Regions from separate parts of the Mus musculus genome. Here region 1 is linked to region 2. Evidence: chromatin contacts called from public Hi-C data. All regions are on one chromosome and are shown on one strand. The core of a region is the stretch at or near the end of the contact, and the rest is flanking DNA. Distances in the headings are between cores, read along the strand shown. Region 1 holds the start of Ropn1 (ropporin, rhophilin associated protein 1). Region 2 overlaps Kalrn (kalirin, RhoGEF kinase).

The links. A called contact is a pair of places that touch in the nucleus more often than the background predicts.
Region 1: a contact with region 2 is called in a Hi-C map of cerebral cortex, with 1.6 times the contacts expected there. The contact joins the promoter of Ropn1 here to the enhancer-like site in region 2. A contact is called at or near these places in 5 of 39 promoter capture datasets (the 3T3-L1 cell line, cranial neural crest, embryonic stem cells and 1 more), 1 of 484 Hi-C or Micro-C datasets (cerebral cortex), 1 of 115 datasets of contacts at active chromatin or transcription factors (the NIH/3T3 cell line) and 2 of 9 other capture datasets (embryonic stem cells and pancreatic islet).

The regions. Positions count from the first base shown.
Region 1 is chr16:34,649,867-34,653,018 of GRCm38.p6, forward strand. Ropn1 (ropporin, rhophilin associated protein 1) reads left to right here and starts at 1,345. Exons shown (of 6, transcript NM_030744.2): 1 at 1,345-1,409.
Region 2 is chr16:34,241,394-34,244,716 of GRCm38.p6, forward strand. Kalrn (kalirin, RhoGEF kinase) reads right to left here. Exons shown (of 60, transcript NM_177357.3): 14 at 2,378-2,573. Among named protein-coding and RNA genes, the nearest start is that of Gm41448, 120 kb to the left of the region's middle. Within about 2 kb of position 1,303, at least 12 of the 459 cell types and tissues checked have an H3K27ac peak or open chromatin away from gene starts, as enhancers often do. A contact at or near this core is called in cerebral cortex, where this site is marked.

The DNA.
Region 1 (3,152 bases), core at 95-2,594, 410 kb after region 2:
GTGGTGCTTGCTGCGGTTTGGGTCCCGCCCTAACAGGTCCACAGCTCTCCCCCCACCAAGGGTCCAGGCGTTGGAGCTCCTCCCTCATCTCCCGCCTGATACCAGGCACGTGGAGTCGCCTGAAGCCAGACAGCCCCTTTGGAGGGCAAACTGAGGTACCCCGGAGGGGAAGTGGAAGGGGGTGGTGAACAGCCCTGGCCATGCCATGGCTTCGCGGAACTCACTTAGATTCCCAACCATCCCTTGCCCACAGAACCTGGGAAGAGCCTGCAGAGATCTTTAAATGGGGGAGTATTGCTTTCTGGCCAAGTTGTGTGTGTGTGTGTTTTTCCCAGAACTACTATTTTATTGTCTTTTAATACTGTGCACTGTAGCTTGGAAGCAATGGGCTCTGGTGAGCCCCCTCTGTTTTTCCATTTGTAAAATGGGCGTAAGAGCACATTTGGAAGGACCATTGTGGGTACTAAGAGGTATGACTGACACATTATAAACTGGACTGCTTGTTCATTTTTACCAGTGTCTACTAAACTCTGAGTTCCAGGCTTTAGGCTAGCACTGGAATTCTATCATGAGCAAAATACTGACCAAGCCTCACCTGGGGTTTAGAGTGGGTAGAGAAGAAATACATTTAGTCAAAAGAATCGAAATAATGTCAACTTTGAACTAAGTGTCGCTGAAAGGGCGTGGTGGATGTGGCTTGGAGGTCAGGGGAGAGATAAGGTGAGCTCAGAGGAAAAAAAAATCAGACTGTAAAGTAGGAAGGACATCTCCCAAGCCAGCATAACTGCAGGTCCCAAGCCCTACCATGTTCTACTTCAAATCAGAGCAAAGATGTGCAGGGGCTTGGTCCTGAGTCCCGAGAGCTGTTCATAGAAACAACTCTGAGATGCTGGTGTGTGGAGCCTTTCATTTCCATGACTGAACCCTTAGACCACACCAATAAAACCAAATGAAATTCCAGAAATGAGCCCATGGGAGATACTTCATAAGCCTATATTCTTTAGCACTTAGCGAGTATGGGTTGGCTGGCTGTTCTCCACTGGAAGGTCTGAAGGTTTCACTTAGGCATTTATTGGATTGTAAGGACTGGAGGGATGGGCCCTGGAATGTATAATGGAAGAGAGCCTGTCCAAACCAAGAACTTGAAGAATGGAAAAGCACTTTACAGGATGTTGGGATAGTACAACAGTCCGAAGGAGTGGATGGTCTTCCCTACTTTAAAAAACTAATGTAAGTAGATGATGAGGTCACACCACTCAAAGGCTGAGAAGTTGAGCCAAAGAATCTAAGATTCCAAAGCTTTGTGATCCAAGAGTATATGGAACTCCTTCGAGTGAGTAAGAGACAGTAAGTAAGTGGAGGGGAATCTGGCCTGACCTTCTCCTCCTGTGTTGGACATTTCTGCAAAGGTAAAGCTGCTACCCACTTAGACTTCCAGGCTTTGAAAACTGCGTCACTCCTGACTCCCCTCACTGTCTTCCCCTACCTCCTACCAATGTCTGTATATCCACTTTCCTAAATATCTGTTTCCCAGTCCCTCCCTACTTTCTTGAGACATGAATCTCTCAAGTTGTGCCCAAGAAACTGCCAGGCTCTCCTCTGCAGGCTTCCTGCCTGAAGCCCCACTCTGCTCCTTTGCACTCCGCTCTCTTTAGTTCACTCCTGAAGCTATTGGCCAGTGTGTTTCAGTGTCCAATGAACAGAAACAGTACACGTAATTTTAACAAAGAAGGTTCAACATGAAACTTTTCTTTAAGAAAAATGAAGTACGAAGGGATCACAAATACAAAGAGAAGCCTTAAGCTGGACCACTCCAGGAAAAGAATGACCCCAGAACTTGTTGTACAGGGTTGTGGCCACAGTTAACTAGAGGGCAGAGATGCCACCTAGGCAGAACTGACTCTTCAGAGTACCAGAAAGTCTACTTACTAGGAGGTGACTCTGTAGCAGCTCCAGTGTTTCCCAAGAAGGTGCCAGGTGTGTTAGGTTTCCACCACTATACCAAAGTGCCTGAGGTACTTACATTATAGAGAGAAAATGCTTATTTTGGTGGTTCTGAGATCAAGTGGCCCCATTAAACTTGTCTTCTGGCAACAGGAACACATCATTTTAAAAAATAGAAAATTGGGGGCTGGAGAAATGGCTCAGTGGTTAAGAGCACTGACTGCTCTTCCAGAGGTCCTGAGTTCAATTCCCGGCAACCAAATGGTGGCTTAAAACCATCTATAATGGGATCTGATGCCCTCGTCTGGTGTGTCTGAAGACAGCAATTATATATATATATATATATACATATATATATATATATATATATATATATATATATATATATATATATAAATGTGTGTGTATGTATATATATATATGTATGTATGTATATATATATATATAATACATTTTTAAAAATGGAAAATTGTGGCAGGTCAAACCACTCATCCCCTGAGCCAGGAAGCAAAGAGAAAAGGAAGAATCAGAGACGCCGTGGTCTGCTGGGGGCTCCGTGGTCTGCTGGGGGCATGCTCCAGCTAACCGAGGAATCTCCCATTGCACTGCACCTCTTTAAAGTTCAGTTGCCTCTCAGGAACATCCATCCCCTGGGGACCAAGTCTTTAACACACAGACTCTGATAGTTACCAAACCATCGAACAAACAAAAAGGCTAGCTGTGGGCACCACAGACATTCACTGTAGCAGGAAGCCGTTCAAGAGACGACACGGAGCAGGAACCAGATGCTGGAGACGCTGTGCTACAGGGTCCAGAGCTGGGGACACTTAAGGTTTCTGGAGTCCAGGGAGGAGACCACATCTGAACCATCAAGAAAAATGGCTGCCTCCTCCCATGTCCATCTCCAGTGCTATGTACACACAAAGTTTAACACGAGACTGCTTACCAGTACGTGCGTACAGGGGGAAATACTGAAAGACCTACTTCCGTTTTGTTTTTTGTTTTGTTTTGTTTTCCTGGATTTGGAATTGAGAAGCAATGGTTTGATGGTTAGTGTATCAAGCCAACAGCAGAGTCTGAAGTGTGGCCCTGACACATAAATCATCTGACTCTATTTTTTTGTACCTTTAAGGTACAAAGCCTTTAGAGGAGCTTTCCTATTCAGATCTTGATCAACAGATCCAGCCTTAGACCCAACCGTTCCCTTT
Region 2 (3,323 bases), core at 53-2,552:
GGATGTGAAAGCCAGAGAGTGTGTTTCCTAACAGCAAAGTCTACCACAGCCATCCCTGAGGCTCAAGCAGACAAGCTGTGGCAAGGAAAGGATGGGAAGTGGGTGGGGCATTGTTTCTGTTTCCCTGTTTCCTAAGGTGGACGCTGATTCACACCAAGGCTTTTGCTTCAGATGCACTGGAGGCTTCAGAAAAACCTGGCAAAATAAGCATATGCAAATTCCCTAGTTCCACGAACTACTAAAAACAATCAGGCATAGGCCTTAATTGATTTAGCAGAGAGGGAGAAAAGTCTTAATTTTGATAATAGTCCTTATTTTCCAGTACAACTGTTTACTTCACCTTGACTCAAAATATAGTTCATTAAACAAATATTATATGACTTGAACGTTCCTCAGCCGTGGCCTGCTCTGGCTCCAGTCCCCACCCTTCTCCTAGGTCAAGTATGATCTAGCCAACCCTGATCGCTCGTTGTATGCTCAGGTTTTGAATACACAGATGCTGCTCTACAGAGCAGGGCAGAGACAGATAGCGAGGTTATAGCCTCCCTAAAGCCCATGGAATCATCTCTCCTTCAGTCTCATAGGCTGTGCCAGACTGAACAGCTAGCCGTGGTAGGCGGAGGGGAACAGCCAGTCTTAGTAGAGAGGGCTGAGGAGGCCAACCAAACCTCTTTCAACAAAGCTCCTATCTAGAGCAGGATGTTGTGGGGGTGGGCAGCCCATCTGCTTGGGGGTATTTTCACCCACTCAGCCCTCCTGGTTGAGATGGATGCCAAGCGCAGCCAACTTCCAGTCACGAGCAGCCGTCTTCCTGCCACCACGGGTATTTGGATCCTGGGATAGAAGTCGGCTCGCCAAAGGTCATGCCAGCACACATATCCATTTGGAGACATGTCCAGAAGGATGAAGGGTAACCATCTGAGTTGCTCTGCCCAGCCTCTCTTCTAGTTACTCTCTATCTCAAGGCTCCCATCATAGCTGGATGGCCAGCTGGACGAGAGAGCACCATCAAGGCAGCTGCTGGGCTAAACTAACCCCTGAGCGCAGATGAAATGCTCAACCAAGGAAAGGGAATCTGGTTCCTGTGTTCCCTACTCTTCCTTTCCTGAGGAGGGCCTGAAAAGATACAGCTGGTGTTGTCAGAAGACTGCCTCTCGAATCGCAGGGAACACAGTCTACCCGGAGACTCTCTTAGCACGTAGACTCAGATTCACATTCACGAACACCCAGACACAAGCCTGAGCATTGCCTTTCTGAGGAGTTCCCAGTAATCGAGTAGGCCTTCTTAGGCTGCTTAGCATGTGGGCTGCACACTTGGAATGACCAGTGTCTTACAGACAACTGCATCCTCTTTGTGACGTAGATGGATCACGGAACAACTTTGCTGACAAAAGTGAACAGAACACATTGGCTTCTCCCCTCTTTGGTCTGAAGTGATGTTCATTTGAACGGCACACAATACTTATTTTTCAGACCTCCAGAATAAACACAATATTGTAAAACTCAGTAGGACTTTCAGCACCCCCACGCCCTCACCAATCCTGTTTTAATGCTCACCATCAACAGGTGCTTGGCCCAACCCTGCCTTAAAGAGGAGAGAGCCTCAGCCCGGCTACTTCAACCTGGAGAGCAAGACCTTGCCAAGAGGCCATGGGTAGGGGTGGCTAGGTGAGAGAAGAATAGGTTCTTGCATTGCACAGGGCTAAGAAAGGATGTATGCTTCCTTTTCCTCTGGACCAGCACTTGCCCTGGGCAGCTTTGTCTCTCCCTAGTTACTGCCTTAGAGAGTGGCAGTGAAGAATCCACATATTTATTGAAAATATAGCTAATAAATCTTGAACAGGAAAACGTAATAACATGTATGTTTTCCTAGGACGTTATAAAGTCATACAATCTCCCATAAACCCTTACCAGCACTGCTTAAACTCATATACAGACCAGTGATTAAAAGCAAGAACAAAACTCGAAGATTCTGGGAAGCATAAGCTAGAGACCAGGAAACCGCCTGTGAGGAGCAGAAGGAGCAAGGACCATGACACGGGTAGGAGAGCGGCACGGGAGCTCCCTGCCCACAGCAGCACGGCTGCTCAGTCTTCTTCCAAACTTTCACTTTTGCAAGCCTGCACTAGCTTCCATCACTGGTTCTCACACCTCAGGACCCATAGACTCTGGCTCCAGTCTCATCTTTCCCACAGCCCAAACTGGACAACCACAACAAGTTATTTCAGTTCTTACAATGTTGCTTCCCCTTCAAAACAAAGGTGGACCTCCCCACTCTTTGTATCTGCAGGGATGAGTTGAATGGTGTGGAAGCTGGGGCACACCGGGCCTTTGGCTTCCATCATCTCTCCTGCCGGGAGAGTGAGAAACCGCTCACCTGACGCTTGCACTTCCATGATGTACTGGTGCAGGTCCTGGCCCTGCTGGATGACCTCGAACGTCATGTTGTTCATGGCAAGCTTCCGTTCTGTGTGGCGCTGTAGCCGCTGCTCAGCCAGGGTCAGATCCTCTGTGTTGAAATCATTCATCTGCCGGAGCAAGTCCTCGTTCCAGGCATCCAGCTCTGCAGTGACCTGTGAGAAGCACCACTGTCAGCCGGGACTTGCTGGGTGCACAGGACGATGCTAGATTACAGCTCCTGGCTGAAATCTTATCAACTAACCCACCCCTTGCTGCCCTCTTCCACCCTTAAACTATAACCACATACAAACTGTTTTTGGTTTTTTTTTTTTTTTTTAATAGCAAGTTCAATGTCCATAGCAACAGCAAACATTTGTACACTGAGATAATAAAATTTATAAAGTTTTGGCATTGTTCATCTCATCGAGACCCTCACAGTGACCCACTGAGGCAGGCAGTATGGAGATCTCCGGGCCTGCCTTCTAGAAGCAGAAACTGGCCTCACTCGGATGGACTGCTGTGGCTGAAGCTTGCCTTGATAGTGAGGGACACAGTTGCTCGGTTCTCCCGTCTGCAAAGACGTCATCTGAAATATTTCATTACTGAAGGAACCTTCGGAGCTAAGTGGTTTGTTCACTTCAGAAGCCAAAGCTGGAAGCCACAGAAGCCTGGGAACGACTCAGGTTCCATTGTCAGTTAAAGAGCTAGTGGATACTAAAGCCAGGGCTTCCCTCCTGGTTCCTGTGTTCTGCTGTGCTAGATGCTACAAATGGTGAGACCAGAAAAGAGTGACCAAACTCATTGTATATGTGTGCTAGTCGTCTAGAGCAGTGGTTCTCAGCCTATGAGTCTCAACACCTTTGGGGTAGGAGTTCAATGACTCTTTCATAAGGGTCACTTAAGACTCATTAGAAAACATAGAT